Linked DNA regions of Mus musculus: all the other regions are linked to region 1. A link is a contact called in public Hi-C and HiChIP or PLAC-seq data. All regions are on one chromosome and are shown on one strand. The core of a region is the stretch at or near the end of the contact, and the rest is flanking DNA. Distances in the headings are between cores, read along the strand shown. Region 1 overlaps Sema4d (sema domain, immunoglobulin domain (Ig), transmembrane domain (TM) and short cytoplasmic domain, (semaphorin) 4D). Region 2 overlaps Gm32834 (a long non-coding RNA gene). Region 3 has its middle 59 kb from the start of Gm40948.

Region 1 (4,944 bases), core at 1,186-3,685:
ATTCCATTTTCCTGGGTCCATTGTTTCAATAGCCTGATAGCCAGAGGCACCGGGTGTCTTTACAATATCTTCATTCCTGCCAGGACTTTGCAAAGTCCTTACCTGCCTTCAGATCTCAGCAGTCCTGGTGACAGAGCCCTCCTTGGCCTGGGACACTGGGCTCCCTCCCACTTGCTGGTGGTGGCAGTGGAGGGAGCTCGGTGGTGAGGGAAGCCTACTGAGTGGAGAAGCCCAATCCAGGAGCTTGGATCAGCAGCCATGAGCTTTCAGCCAGCTGTTCTGTAATGTATCTATATTGTTTCATACCATTTGGAGTCCGTTTCAACAACGTCCTAGGGAGACATCCGTGCTCCCTAAAATGATGTAGTCTTCAGGGGTGGGGGGATTGGGGGCCATTGAGAGACAGGCAAGGTCTGTGATGGCCCTGCCGGGCAGGGATGCAGGAACTCTGTCTCTGCCAGTGTTGGTGAAGGAACAGCAAGGTAAGGGAGTATGGTGGGCGTTACCAGGCCTTGGTATTCCCAAAGGGAAGTTCCTGTGAGGGATGGGCACAGATAGATGTGGCTAGGCTAGAAGGCAGATCAGAGTCTCAGCTGCTCAAAGAGCTAAGGAAGAATCATTTGAGCCTAGTAGTTCAGGGCTGTCTTGGGCAACAGAGCAAGACTTCTCCCCATCCCCCACCCCCAAGACAAGACAAAATGAACCAAAAGGATAGGCTATATTGGTCAGCCACAAAATGGGCCGGTCTTTGTTCTGCACTACCACAGCCCTGGGGACCTGTCTGGGGTGTGTGCTCTTGGTGTGAGTCTACTATGAGTTTAGAACTAGGCAAGCAGCCACAGGCTCTGGGCTGGCAGAACATAGAGGTCAGCAGGAACAGAGCTTAAAACTAACCATTTTCCTGGTGCTTCTGTTGGGCGCGTCCAGGAAGTGGAACCAGCCAGCTAGGAGAGGTTCTGTAAAGCTTACTGGCCTGGTTGTGTTCTCTGGGTGGCAGCGGTTTCAGGTACAGGGCTCTTAAGGTGCCAAGGACCTGGGGGACAGGCAGGAAGGTGATTCCTGGTACTCTTCTCAGAGTGTCATCGGGGCACATGCTCACAGGCTGGTCTGGCAAGCATGGATCCTGTAGACTAGTCCCAAGCCCAAAGTGATTCTGTTGCTGACCACTCTTCACCCAGGCCTCTCCCTCTGTGACTTCCCTGCCTCTCCTGGCCACCTCTGTGTCAGTTTTCTGCCTACCCACTGTTTCTGGAAGCCTCTTCCTAGTGCTTGAAGGCTTCTGTCCTAGTTACTGAGGGGCTTAGAGACCATGGCCGGAAGCACCGCTGACAGTTTACATTGTATCCAAACGTCTGCTTCAGACAAAGCAAGACAGCCTGGAGTGCTGAAGGTTTTTGAAACCTCAAAGCCCACCCCAGCAACACACCTGCTCCAACAAGGGGCAAGCATTCAAATAATGAGCCTGTGGAAGCCATTTTCATTCAGATCACCACACTTGGGCTACCACTCAGGGCTTGGAGCATCATCTCAGCTTAAATGTTTGCAGGCATTTGAGCATTGTGGTCGGGGTGATACGTGAGGTTTCAGGTCCACTTGTGTCCTGGCGCCCTGGCCAGTGAATCCTTTCCTCTGTGGATAGTCTTAGGTAGTGTGTAATCCCTTCTTTTTTCTTTTTGTGAGGCAGGGACACCTTGTAGCCTAGGCTGTCCATAACTCTTGCTCCTCCTGTCTCCAGCGCTGCAATTCCAGGTGAACACCGCCATGTATGGTTTATACAGTGCTGGCTGGGGTTGAATTCAGGACTTCATGTACACTAAGCAAGCCCCCTGCCAACAGAGCTACCTCTCCAAGACCCCATTTTTCTTTTGGTTGAGATAGGGTCTTGTTGTGTTGCCTTGACTGGACCTAGAACTCACGGCTCAAGTGGTCCTGCCGCCTCAGACCCTGAACAGCCAGGACTGAAGTGAATTGAAGATCCATTGACCTGAACGTCTCTGAAAGTGAGAGACTTGGTGGTTTTGTGTGTCCATTTGACACAAGCTAGAGTTATCACAGAGAAAGGAGCCTCTCTTGAGGAAATGCCTCCATGAGATCCAGCTGTAAGGCATTTTCTCAGTTAGTGATCAAGGGTGGGAGGGCCCATTGTGGGTGGTGCCATCCTTGGGTTCTATAAGAAAGCAAGCTGAGCAAGCCAGTAAGCAGCACCCCTCCATGGCTTTTGCACCCACTCCTGCCTCCAAGCTCCTGCCCTGTGTGAGTTCCTGTCCTGACTTCCATTGGTGATGAACCGCAATGTGGAAGTGTAAGCTGAATAAACCCTTCCCTCCCCAACTTGCTTCGTGGTCATGATGTTTTGTGCAGGAATAGAAACCCTGACTAAGACCGAGGCTGACCTAAGTCAGAGCAGTGGTGGCGGATGAAGGCAGGTGACCAGGCAGGCAGTCGGCAGTGGCTGTCAGTGCTGGAGTGATGCTTGTGGGCTTCAGTCCTTGCCTCCTTGAGAGGTCACTCCCTGGGGTTGGGGTGCAGATCTCCTGGGCCTCTGTGTCAGCACAAAAGGGCAACTCTGCTCCCCAGGTGCACATGGGTCGGTCGGACTGAGCCACTCTGCCCGGCTCTGACTGCCACAGGCTGGCTGTGTGCCACTCTGATCTCTCTGTGTGTCTTTCACTTTTCCTTTCTAGAGATAGATTTCTGGGTGAGCAGATGCTGCTGAGAGATGTAATTCCCTCGAGCCCCAAAGACAACCTCTTCCCGTCTTAAACTGGTTCAGCATGGGGGGTGGGGGCGTTCCCCAGTCATTGTAGACAAAACAAAATGTCCTCCTAAGAATTGACCTTTTTGGGTTTTTTTTTAAAAGACTTACTTTTCTGTACATGTGTGCACATGCCTGCATGTGTGTGTGCGCGCGCCTGTGTTTATTGGAACTGGGTCCCCTGTAAGATCAGCAGGCGCTTTTAGCCACTGAGCCCTCTTTTCCAGTTGGAGAGTTGGTTTTTAAGTTGCTTCCCCTTCAGTCATGTCTAGACTGTTGACATCTTGTGCATTGTTGTCATACATAGAACTTGCACCCAAGAACCACAGGACCTAGTGAGCTAGGTAAAGTCTCATTGAGTTCTAAGTGAGCTTAGAGGTTTTTTGTTTGTTTTGAAACAGGGTCTCACTGGAGAGCCTTAGCTGGCCTAGAACTCACTTTGTAGACCAACCTGGCCTCAAACTCATAGAGATTTGCCTGTCTCTGCCTCCCAAGTACTAGGGAGCTTATGGATTTTTATTGGGCCACATTTATTGCTACCTGGGACCCATGTGGATCAGCAGGTGAATTAAGCCACTCGAAGTAGTCCATTTCAATAACTTTACTACAACCCGGTGGTGGCCAGGTAATCCAGGCTCAGGTTGCTGCTGCTACACTTGGTCTAACTGTGCCTCTGGGTGTGGAGGGAGATAATGAACTTCGGAGCAGAGGCGTGAAGATGGAGGCCAGAACGGAACAGCACAGCTGTGAAGATATCAGGCAGGGGCCTAAGGTGCTAAGTGCTTGTGAGGGCACAGATCTTAAATGAGGCTGAATCTCTACGGGTGTCAGGAATGCCCTTCGGGGATACTGAGTCAGGATGCATCAGAAGAGAAGGTGCCAAGGTGAGAAGTAGCCGTGGCTACTTGATACTAAGGTCTATTGACCCCGGGGGGGGGGGGGGTGCAAATCGGATGATGCTTAAATTCTCTTTAAATTCCTAACTTCCAGAACTGAACTCAGGTCATTCCACTCATGTGCAAGTAACCACACCCAGATCAGCCTAGGGGCGTCCCGTGTGAGACCCACTTACAGCTCAAAAGCAGGAGCTGCTGCCTACCCCTTCAGGTGTGGGTCTGTATGGAGCTGCCCGGCCCAGCCTCCAGGCTTCACCCTCAGGGGTGTGATTATGGCAGAGTAGCTCTGCATTTAAGCGCTCTCCTATTGTTTTGCATTTAATACTGTATTGTGTTTGTCTGTACTTGCTGAGAACTGCTGGCATGCATGGCTTAATGCTGCCTGTGTTGCACACCTGGCTCCTGTTATTTGCTTAACCCTTCCTGATGGGCGAGCTTATGCTAGGAGATCATTTTTGCTTTGAAGCCACCTTAGAGATAAATATCTCCAAGCTGGCATCTCCTTGAACTTGAGGGATTGCATGGCATTAACTGTCAGGCCCCAGATCCCTGCTCTTCTCTGGAAGCTGCATCCAGAGGGTACACAGGCACCTTTGCTTCTTGGTGGAGGTAAGATGAAGTTGGGTACGGCTAATGGATGGACTGGGTAGGGCTGGGCAGGACTTGCCGGCTGGGGCAATGTTGCTACAAAACTTCCCCTCCTTACGAAATTCTGTGATGCACTCACTCCCTGTGCTGAAATCCCCTTCCCATGACTGAACTGTTCCCTGCGCCTGTGTCACTTGAGTTTCCCCTGTGTCATGTCACTCCCTGGCCCCTCCCCAAAGGCTGTCCAAATTATGTCTTTCCCACCTGTTTTTGGTGGAGATCAGTTTTAGTTGGCCTTGGGACAGGGAAGCCCACCATGATCAACCTACTTATGGAGAACTCAGCGTCTGTGTGGAACCCGCATACCCCCACCCACCCAGGCTTCATCTTCTTGGGTTGCTAATGTGATGCAGCATATACCGGGCCAGTAGTGGAAGGCGTAAGGACACGTGTGTGCACATGCAGCCCAGACTCAGCAGTTTCTTCGTGTGTCTTTGTGTGAGTTCATGTTCACATGTAGGTGGGCACACTTAAGTGTGCAAGTTTAGTGTGCAAGTATGGAAGCCCGAGAGGCCCATATGAGGGTCTGCTCTTGCAACATCACACGTAGGCTTTCACGTGGGCTCTATGGATTGAATGTAAGTCCTCAGGTTTGGATGGCAAGCACTTAACCCGCTGAGCTACCTCTGCGAGCCCTGACTTTCT
Region 2 (4,944 bases), core at 1,041-3,540, 340 kb after region 1:
CACTTACCCTCCGAATTTTGACAGGTTGTAGATTTATTTGTTAATCACCATCCATGGCACGAAGAAACATCTTAAGATGAGGCCTGAGAGCTGTGCTGGCCTATGGATAGAAAAATACAAACTCAGAGGGCAACTAGAAAAGGGAACACTAGGGAGAAGGGTTAAATGGGAAAGGTTTGGAAGAGCCAGGCAGATAAGGTGGTGGAAGGGAGGATGACTCTAACTCTAAGGATGTTTAAAAAAAAAAAAAGTCATATGGAGACCTATTTCCTAAGCCCCCCACATATGTGTATGTATATAGTTATGTACATATCCATATAAAAGAGTCTAGCTGGAGTTATCCAACACAGGGGAGATTACGCTCATTAGAAACCATTGGTTGCCAAATAACCCTGTGGTTCATTGGGTTAGAAGTATCTCTGAGACTCCCAACATAATATAGGCTTGCTCTTGGTTGCCTATCTGCCCACAAGAACTTGATGGTAAAAACCTATTGCTTAAGACACCACAAACACTGGCTGTCACAGACATGGAAGAATCAAGTTGGGCACTGATCACAAAGCTTTCTTCCTGCTACCTGGCTCTCTTAGTACTGGAAGGTTCTAGTATGCAGGGTGCAGTGTACAGGGTGTAGGGTGCCCTCTCCCTCTCTCTTTGTCTCCCCCTCTCTCTCTGTCTCTCTGTCTCTGTCTCTGTCTCTGTCTCTCTGTGTTGTCATACTTTGCTATGAACCCTATGAACCGTAATAATGCCTAGCATGGGAAAGATAGGCTCATGACATGTCTGTTTTGGGGATAACCAAACACTTCCTGCTTTGATTTTAAACCTGTTCCACAAGAGGACACACAAGCATGGTACTGCAAATCTGACAAAGAACATATGGTTAAGGAGCTCACAGGGCCCAGGGGCTGTAGCACTTGCGCGCGTGTGTGTGTGTGTGTGTGTGTGTGTGTGCATGCACGGGCAGAGACACACACAGGCAGAGACTCTCACTTAACCTATCACCTCATGCACTGGGCTAAGATAGCTGACCAGTGAAGAGTTTTAGCTGCCTCAGGTTGCAATTTAAAAAAAAAAAAAAAGTAGCCGGGTGTGGTGACGCTCGCCTTTAATCCCAGCACTCAGGAGGCAGAGGCAGGCGGATTTCTGAGTTCGAGGCCAGCCTGGTCTACAAACTGAGTTCCAGGACAGCCAGGGATATACAGAGAAACCCGGTCTCGAAAAAACAAAAACAAACAAACAAACAAACAAATAAATAAATAAATAAATGTAGGTGTGAGGATTTGAATTCAAAGCACGTTGCAGATTGAGTCATCTCCTGAATTTGCCTCCTTCTACCTCTCCCCCTCCTCCCTCCCTCTCCTCATTTTCTCTCTCCTTCTCCTTCCCCCTCTTCCTCCTCCCTCTCCCCCTCTCTCTCTTCCTTTCTCTCTCCTTCTCCTTCCCCTCCTCCCTCTTTCTCCCTCTCCCCCTTTTCTCTCTCCCTCTCCTTCCCCCTCCCCTCCTCCCTCTCCCCCTTTTCTCCCTCCCTCTCCCTCCTTCCTGTGTGTTGTGTGGGCCTGCATGCAGGTGTACAGGTATGTGCTGCTGTTTCCACAACCTCAGGTCTTTCTCATCCTCTCTCCACCTTATTTTTGAGTTCTTGATATCATTTCACCCAGGTTTTGGAGAGTCAGCTAGGCGGGGCAGGCCAGTGAGCCCCAGGACCCCATCTGTGCTCCCTTCCCCAGCACTGGGGTCTGCACTGGGGTCACCCTCACACCAGGCTTTCTGAGTGGTTTCTAGCCATTGACTTAGTTCCTTAGGCTTGCATGGGCAAGTACTTTACCAACTGAGCCGTCTCTACTTTTTATTTATTTTTTGATGATAACCACGGAGACTGGGGTGGGATGGAATCTTGCCATTTTGTTTTTCATTTCTCTGGTAACTATAGGTATTGAACATTTTAAAATATATTTGGTTGGCATCATGGGAGAAATGCTTCAAGTTGTTAGTTCAGGAAGTGCTTTCTAGATAGAATCCCAAGACCAGGAAACTATAGCCCTTTTAAGCATAAACACACTAGGAGAAAGATTCAGATTCGCTGGGGGCAGAGAAGGAACACTTGCCTCCCCCTCCCCATGAGCTGGGGTTTTGGGGGCAGCTTGGATTGCTTCAGACACCCTTTTGTGGGGGACATAGGTATCACAGTGATTTGCAAGTGAGAAAACAAGGCACAGAAAGAGGAACTCAAAAGAGCCACACACGGATGATAAATGGAAGAGTTGGCATACTGTCACATGACCATGATCTCGCTTCCGCCCTGCTTGTTCGGCTGCGGACAGCTCCTACCCAGAGATCCTACTCAGAACCAGCTATTTAACACGTGAAAGGCTCAAGTGCAAATGGGAATTTAAACTTTGCTCACCAAACAGCACCCTGGGGCATTAGCTCAAAAGAGGCAGCATCCAGGCCATGGCATCCCAGGGATACCGGGAGTCTAGCTGTGATGACTGTAAAGTAACCTTAGGACTTTGCGGGGGCGGGGTGGGGTGGGGTGTGGGGTGGGGGGAATCGTTAACTTCTCTGACCCAGGGAGTGGGGCTTTCAGCTGGAACAGAGCCTTCAGACTTTCAGAAGCAGGTTGGCAGCAGACAGAGAACCGAAAACTTAGCCGGGGCTTGCGCGCATGCGCGTGTTTCCAATGACGCTAACTGGAAGACCCTGCTTTGGGTGTGGGTGGCCTGGATTCCCACCTCCACCCCACCCCCACCCCATACACACACAACAACTTCGTTTTGGCTAGGAAAGTGTCTGCAGAGCTTGCATGTGAATATCACAGCCAGTCAGAGCACCACACTTCAGCAACCTGGGGGCGGGGGGCTCTCTGTCAAATTACTCCTCTCAAAGTGTCTTTGTGGATGCCACGCCTGGGAAATCATGGTGGGAGCTGCCTGACGCGGGGCGCTTCATTTCCAGACAGTTCCCAGAGGAGGTAAACTGCGTCATTCAACAGAAATGCCCGGTAGTGTGCCGGGCACTGAGCAACTGAAGGTGGATTGGTTGGTCAGGAGCAAACCTGCCTGCCTCCTGCTGGAACTAGTTTGGTGCGCGCTCCCACTGTGCCCTTGGGCTTCTGAACAAGTGTCTGCAATGTTCTGGAATAAGCTTGCTTCTTCTCCGTCACCAAATGGTTTGGTTAAGGGTGGTGGTGGGACGCGGAGGGTGGAGATGAATTGAGAAGCAGTTGTCGATTTCCTCCTTCTTCCAAACATCAAAGGCAGCGGTGGATGACAAACTGAAGGACAGAGGGTTTGATGATGCAAGAGGAGCCAGCAGCAACCAAGGCCAGCCTCTTGCGGGTGTGGGCAGGGCCTTCTTTACAATGAGTTCACACACACACACACACACACACACACACAGAGAGAGAGAGAGAGAGAGAGAGAGAGAGAGAGAGAGAGAGAGAGAGAGAGACTGCTCTTTCAGAACAGCCCTAGGAGGTTAGCTTCAGACTAAGACAGGAGACAGAGAGTCCTTGATTTTGCCAAGGTTGCACAGCTGGGGAGAAACCCAGCTATGGCTTCACCTTGGCCCTTGTTAGGACTCCTTCCTAGTCCGGTTGCAGTCTCCTGGATCTATTTTGATTACACTGGGAAATTGTGGTATCTTCGGAAGAGGTGGGCTGACCATTCTCCATGGATGACCAACACCTGGTGTGGTGATTAAGGTCATCAAGTTGACTGGATTTAGACCCACCTTCCGATGTGTCTGTGAGGGATTTTCTAAACTGGGCTACTTGAAGTGGGGAAACCATCTCTGAATGTGGGGAGTGCCACCCCATGGGCTGGGGCTCTAGAATGAATAAAAAGGAGAGGGGAACTGAGCACCAGCACCCATGCCTCCCTACTTCCGGGGACCAGCTTCCCCCCACTTCCGGGCTCTAGGCACAGTGGGACCAGCTTTCTCATGCCTCTGCCTTCCTGCTTTCTCTGCAATGATGGGCTAACTCCTTCTTTCCTTAAGTCACTTTTTGCCACAGCAATAAGGACAGCAACTGGTTCCCCTGGAGTGCAGAGATGAAGGGAAAAGGGGGACAGACCCTTGGCAGACCTTTGACCTTGACATTTCCTATGTCTCTGAGCTCTGAGCCAGCATTAGCTGGATTAGAAGATTCTAGATGGAAGCCACGGGATCCCTTTGAGTGGTCCTTGCCCTGAGGGTGGTGGTAGGTCAGGTTGCTCTACTGCAGTGAGGATAACACCGGCATCCTTCCTCTCCATCCTTCTTGACTGACACAGAAAGACTTTAAGCTCTGTGGGTCAGCATCCTCTGTCATCCTGAATACAGAGTTTGGTACCTGGGCAGTTAAAGAGTCATGGAAACTCTACAACTTTATACAGACACATGTGCAAAAGGTTCCCTTCAAGGCTAGTTGACTAGAAATCATGTATGGATTTATTTAAAAACAATAATAACCCTTTCAAGACACTGAGGAAAACATGAGGGGAAAAATCTCAAACAAGTTTAGTCTTCTAAATTGCCACTTCAAGAACAGCCAAAAAAAAGAATGACAGCAGAGACAATAAACCAAAAAACAGTCCAATAAAGACAGCAGAAATTATGAAAGCGAGAAGCATCAGTAAAATATGAATAGTCATCAGCTGAGAAATCAGAGCTGGGGAGGAGGGACTCCTGGGCAGTGGTGCAACCTCCTACAGCCTCGCTGAGATGACCCAATGTATACAGAAGTGAAGGCTACCAGGCTGCCACCTCTCTCCTAACAGGAAATAAGTACACGAGACACCCTTAAAACTATCAAGGAAATGGAACTAATAATTCACAAACCTTCAAAAAAAATTAAAAGGGTAATTTCAATCTCTGGAGTGTTTCATCTAAAATATTATACCAAGTGACTCATAGTAATTCCATAAAACAGAAAGAGGAAGAGACAGGGGTGCTACTTAA
Region 3 (4,944 bases), core at 1,224-3,723, 280 kb before region 1:
AAGTGCTTGGGTACAAGGCTCGGCACCTGACTGTGATCCCCATGTACAAACCTGGGCAGTGGTGGCACGTGCTGGTAATCCCAACTCAGGGGAGGCGGGGACAAGAAGATCCTTGGGGGGGGGGGGGTCACTGGACTGCCAGCTTGCCCCATTTAGCTCAATGGAAAATGAGAACTCCTGTCTCAAAAAAACACAAAATAGATGACACTTCAGAAACAATGTTCTAAGTTGATCTTTGATCTGCAGACACATAGACACACATGCGTACACACAAAGAAAAATAAAATAAATAAGAAGAATGAGGTGCCCACGAACCCACTTCCTTCCACCTTGGAACCCACTTTCTGCCATTTGGAGCCCACTTCCTGCCACCTTGAAGCTCACTTGCCACCTTGGAGCCCACTTCCTGCCACCTTAAAGCCCACTTCCTGCCACCTTAGAGCCCACTTCCTGCCATTTGGAGCTCACTTCCTGCCACGTAGGAGCCTACTTCCGGTCAGTGTGGTGCCTGTGGTGGTGTTCTCATACCCCAAATGCCTCCCCAGAGGTTGGAAGATTAGCTATTCCGTGGCTCTGAATTTGTCACCTTCTGTCAACCCCGTTTATACTCATGGGTCAGGAATTCAGTCGCACAAAAGTGGCTTCTGATTCCTCGAAAGATGGCTGTTGGGGTCCCATAAAAGGCACACATTGGCCCTCTCCACCACAGCATATCCCGACAGCCTCAAAGATGCTGTGTAGCTATGGTGATGGAGCAGCCTTCCCTACTTTCAGAGGACATAGAAATGCATCTCCACAGAATGACTGTCTTTAAGAAACGATCTCCCACAGTGATGGACAAGCAGGATCCAGTGCCCCGCCCACCAACACAGCCCTGTCCACCAACACAGCTTAACTGCAGTACTTGTCTGTCTCTTCTTGCTTTCTCTCCCATGGCCACTCTTAAGTGAAGGTCACACTCTTGAGATGACCCTGCCCAGGAAAGAACATCTCCCCTCTGCAATCTCCTGAGGTTGCTTTCATGTTTTCTGTAAGATTCACATCCAGATTCTTTTAAAGGGAGAGAATTCACTCATGCTTTCAAGGTGGCCTCTGAATTATTGCTGAATACCCTCTCTGCTAACAGCTGCTGGCAGTATGATAGGATTCCTTCTCGGGGCATGCAGTAGGCAATTGCTAGCATATTGCTTCACCATGCACAAAGTCTATCCTGTGGAGATGCCCATCAACTGTCCAGCTGCCTGCTTTGCAAGTCCCTGCCATATGGCATTCCGCCCTGGGTAACTGACTCTACAGTCATACCATGTGGCCAAAGCCACTCCCCTGGACCACACTCAGTCTGGCCAGACACTCCAACAGTCACTGTGCTGGCAGGCTGTGCATCAGGTGCGTGGTCCGCAGTGATCTCAGCCTGAGCCACCCCTATGTGAGGTCCCATGCATGACAAGTGTGGCTCAGCAGTTCCCCGAGCACCAGGCCCAGGTGACGAGGCTTTTCTGTCTACCCACTAATTGCCATTTTCTCTGAGCTCTGTCTGGCCGCAACTCCAAAATTCCATTCTAACAGACTGCATCGTGTCCCCAAGCAAGGAGTCATCCCTCACTGTCTGCAGTGTTTGAGATCGGGTAACACAGACACATAGATCAAGGCTCTTCACAGTCCTCTGTAAGTGGTGAGGTCAGAGCCTGCTGCTCGGCTGCTGGTCCGTGGACCTTTGTATTGTGTGGTGTAGACAGCCACAGGTGGTGCATGGGACGAGACTCTGGGCTAGCAAATGCTCACAAGATTTTCCTTTCCTGGGTCTTCAGAAGTCTGCAAGACCCAAGGCTGACAGCACAAGCCCAAGAAACGATGGATGACTTCTTCCTGGCTGATTTCTACTTGCCTCAGAGAGCCCCACGTGGGCTGTGGGGCCGCCGGCTGTGGGGCTGCCGGCTGCGGGAACCACCCAGCAAGCATTAATCAGCGCTGCAGATTGCCCTCCAAGGACACACTGTACTACAAGGAGAGAGCTTTGAACTTCAGCTGCCACAGCTGGGGGGAACTTGATAGTGGGAAGTAATAAAGAGCCATCGGAGGGAGGTCGTTGGCTGAGGGTAGGGGTGCTCCCTGGGAGACGGAAACGGAAACGGAAGCACCGGCATCTAGCCATTTTTGTTTTGTTTGTTTTGTTTCTGCCTGCATCACCAGCTTTTTAGATGGGCAGAAAGCAGAGATCTGAGGACAGGAATCCAGGCCCAGACTATATAGTAAAGAAAGCACTCTGCTCCACAGAGGACTTTGAGCCATGACAGGCTGCTCTCTCTCGGGAAGGGGCACTCTACTCTGAGGGACACTCTACTCAGAAAGGGGCCTTCTGAGGCTGGACAGCAAGGAGGGAACTTGTGGAATTCCCAAGGTTCACCTGACTCAGCTCCTTGGAGAGGCCTCCGAGGGAACAAGTCATTGAATTGAAGCCTGTGGTCTGCTGAGCTCTTGGAGGCTTTGGGCCAGCTGGCACTCTGCATTGTGGGTGTGGCCTTCACAAAGCCATGTCTTCCTAAGTGCTAGGGCAGGGGCAAACAGCAGCAAGCCCTGCCTTCCTCTTTCCCCAAAAGTAGTCCATAAAGAGATAAGGCAAAGCAAAGGTGGGTGAAGAAGTTCTGGGGCCGAGAAGGGCAGCCCACACAGGAAGGCAGCTCTGCAGGAAGAAAGGAGACTCTAGTAGGTACGGTCATCTCCGTGATGAACTGAGAAACAAGTAATACAAGTTCCTGGCCCTAAACACCAGCAACTCACAGAAGCCTCTGGGACATCTCTGTGTATTTATTATCAATATGAACCTTTTGAACCTTGACAGACTCAAAGTAAGTCTACAAGAGCTATTTTAAAGGACACACTATGTGACCGCAACCCCTCATACAAGGTGTGTCTTCTTAGTCAGGATCCCACGACATCTGGGTCAACGAAGAACATGCCAAGGACCTAGGGAGACGGCTCAGTCAGTAAAGTCCCTACCTCACAAGCGTAAGGCTCTGGGTTTGGTGCTCAGATGCTATGTAGAAAGCAGGGCTTGGTGGTCCATGCCTATAATCCCACCACCAAGAAGGCTGAGACAGATGAGTCCCTGAGGTTCGCTGAACAACCAGATTAGCCTAACAGGGAAGTTCCAGGTCTATCAGAGATCCCTGGGAGACGGAAAGGGAAGCGCTGGCATCTAGTCCTCAAAAGTGGAGGAATGACACCCAAGGTTGACCTCTAGCCTCTGTGTGTACTCATGCATGTGTGTACACACATGCACACAAACACACACACACACACACACACCAGAGAGGCGTTGGCTTCATGGGCATTCAGCAAAGGATTTATGCTTTAAAGGTGCCTCTGTTTCAGATGCCAGTTTGGAACTCAGGGCTCCTCAGGCCACCTGCACTTGTGACAAGCTGACTGCAAGGTCAAGTTCTTACACTGTCCCCAGCCTGGTCATGACACAAAATGCAGGGAGCACCGTGCAACCCTCATAGTCTGTCATGCAGGGCACAACCCAAATGAAGTCTCAGAGTCTCAGAGCGTGTTGCAGGAAATATTAAAGAAAAGAACCTGCCAACTCTCTGGGGCTGGCCCCCACACCAGATGATCACACTCGGTCGCACTTGCATGGTCTCTTGGCCCACCAACTCTCTGGCCCTGCAAGGTCACAGGGCTTCTGCCAGGCCAGTTCTAGGATGGGTGTGTGTGTGTGTGTGTGTGCATGTTCCTCTCGCTTCCATGCATTGCCCCACACACCCCTGGTTAGCCATCTCAATACCTAATTACCCAGTAGATTTAAGACTCTTAAGCTTATAGTTAAACAATTAGATTTATGTACTAATAATATCACATTTTACAAGATACCAATACAATAATTTCAGAGCCAGTTGGTAATGCTAAAACTTGTAACTCAATTATTCTAACCTTTAGATAACACCATGTCAGCCTCCATTCTCATTCTTCTCCCTCCTCCCTCCTGGGACCTCTCTCTCTGTCTCCCCAACTTCTAGCTCCACCTCCCTTTTCCTGTCCAATCACAGGCCTGCCACCGCCCTAATGTGATTGGACAGAGAAAACCCTGCAACAAGAAAGTCTCAAATATGAACCCTCTGGGCCACTGGGATTTGTCACCTTCCTAGGTGACCAACCCAGGAAGCTAACCTAAGTGCCCTATGTCCAATTTCCCCTGGAATCTCACATGAACCCATAGTTAACTGGATCAATGGCTGTGTTGAACACATCTCTACCCACCCCACCCCCTTCTATCCTCTTGCATAATCCCCAAGGGCAGACTGAGAACCTCAATGTTCTAACTTTCAACCACCATGTTGAAAACATTCTGGCATGTCTGTTCCTTTTCTTCTCATCAGAAGCTGACCCTGCCACCGTGTTTGCGAGCCTCCAGAACCACGAGCCAATATCAGCCTTTTCACTTACAAATTACCCAACCTGGAGCATTGTTTTACAGCACCGGAACACTAAGTGACGAATAGGGAATCTACAGTTGTTCAGTTCTGATCACACACACACACACACACACATTCATAGAGACCTAATGGGAACTGAGCTGAAGGTGTAGCTTTGTGCTAGATGAGAATTCTAATCCTTTCAATAACTCATATCGAAACAGAAACTCAGATCAGCCAAACGTCTCTGGCCCTTACTTATCCATCAAATGTACTTAGGAATGTGTCACTTGGAGGTTGGTGGCACAGAGGTTACGACCTTCAGGATGGGTCAGTGACATTCTGCAGGTTCGTTGCTCAGTCTCCTCTGGGCACAACTTTTTTTTCCTGATGCAAACTGGGCACAAGTTTAAGGGAGCATTGACTCAGAAGCCAGTGACAGGCGCCTTTCCCCAGGGACCTGACCCCTTTGGAGCTTCCCATGCTCACCTCGTGCCCCCCAAACCATGATGCAATCATGGGAAACAGA

What was found. Hi-C and Micro-C count contacts between places; a contact is called where the count stands out from the background. HiChIP or PLAC-seq counts read pairs in DNA pulled down with a chosen protein or histone mark.
Region 2: a Hi-C map of B cells shows a contact between it and region 1, with 1.7 times the contacts expected there. The contact joins two enhancer-like sites. A contact is called at or near these places in 2 of 484 Hi-C or Micro-C datasets (B cells and granulocyte-monocyte progenitors).
Region 3: a contact with region 1 is called in an H3K4me3 HiChIP or PLAC-seq map of bone marrow-derived macrophages, with 4 times the contacts expected there. The contact joins two enhancer-like sites. A contact is called at or near these places in 4 of 115 datasets of contacts at active chromatin or transcription factors (bone marrow-derived macrophages, memory CD8 T cells, microglia and 1 more) and 1 of 9 other capture datasets (liver).

The regions. Positions count from the first base shown.
Region 1 is chr13:51,740,427-51,745,370 of GRCm38.p6, reverse strand. The region is part of intron 2 of Sema4d (sema domain, immunoglobulin domain (Ig), transmembrane domain (TM) and short cytoplasmic domain, (semaphorin) 4D); the gene reads left to right. Among named protein-coding and RNA genes, the nearest start is that of Sema4d, 51 kb to the left of the region's middle. Within about 2 kb of position 2,435, at least 50 of the 459 cell types and tissues checked have an H3K27ac peak or open chromatin away from gene starts, as enhancers often do. A contact at or near this core is called in B cells, bone marrow-derived macrophages and microglia, where this site is marked.
Region 2 is chr13:51,398,702-51,403,645 of GRCm38.p6, reverse strand. The region is part of intron 1 of Gm32834 (a long non-coding RNA gene); the gene reads left to right. Among named protein-coding and RNA genes, the nearest start is that of S1pr3, 7.4 kb to the left of the region's middle. Within about 2 kb of position 2,290, at least 136 of the 459 cell types and tissues checked have an H3K27ac peak or open chromatin away from gene starts, as enhancers often do. A contact at or near this core is called in B cells, where this site is marked.
Region 3 is chr13:52,022,025-52,026,968 of GRCm38.p6, reverse strand. No RefSeq gene overlaps it. Among named protein-coding and RNA genes, the nearest start is that of Gm40948, 59 kb to the left of the region's middle. Within about 2 kb of position 2,473, at least 153 of the 459 cell types and tissues checked have an H3K27ac peak or open chromatin away from gene starts, as enhancers often do. A contact at or near this core is called in bone marrow-derived macrophages and microglia, where this site is marked.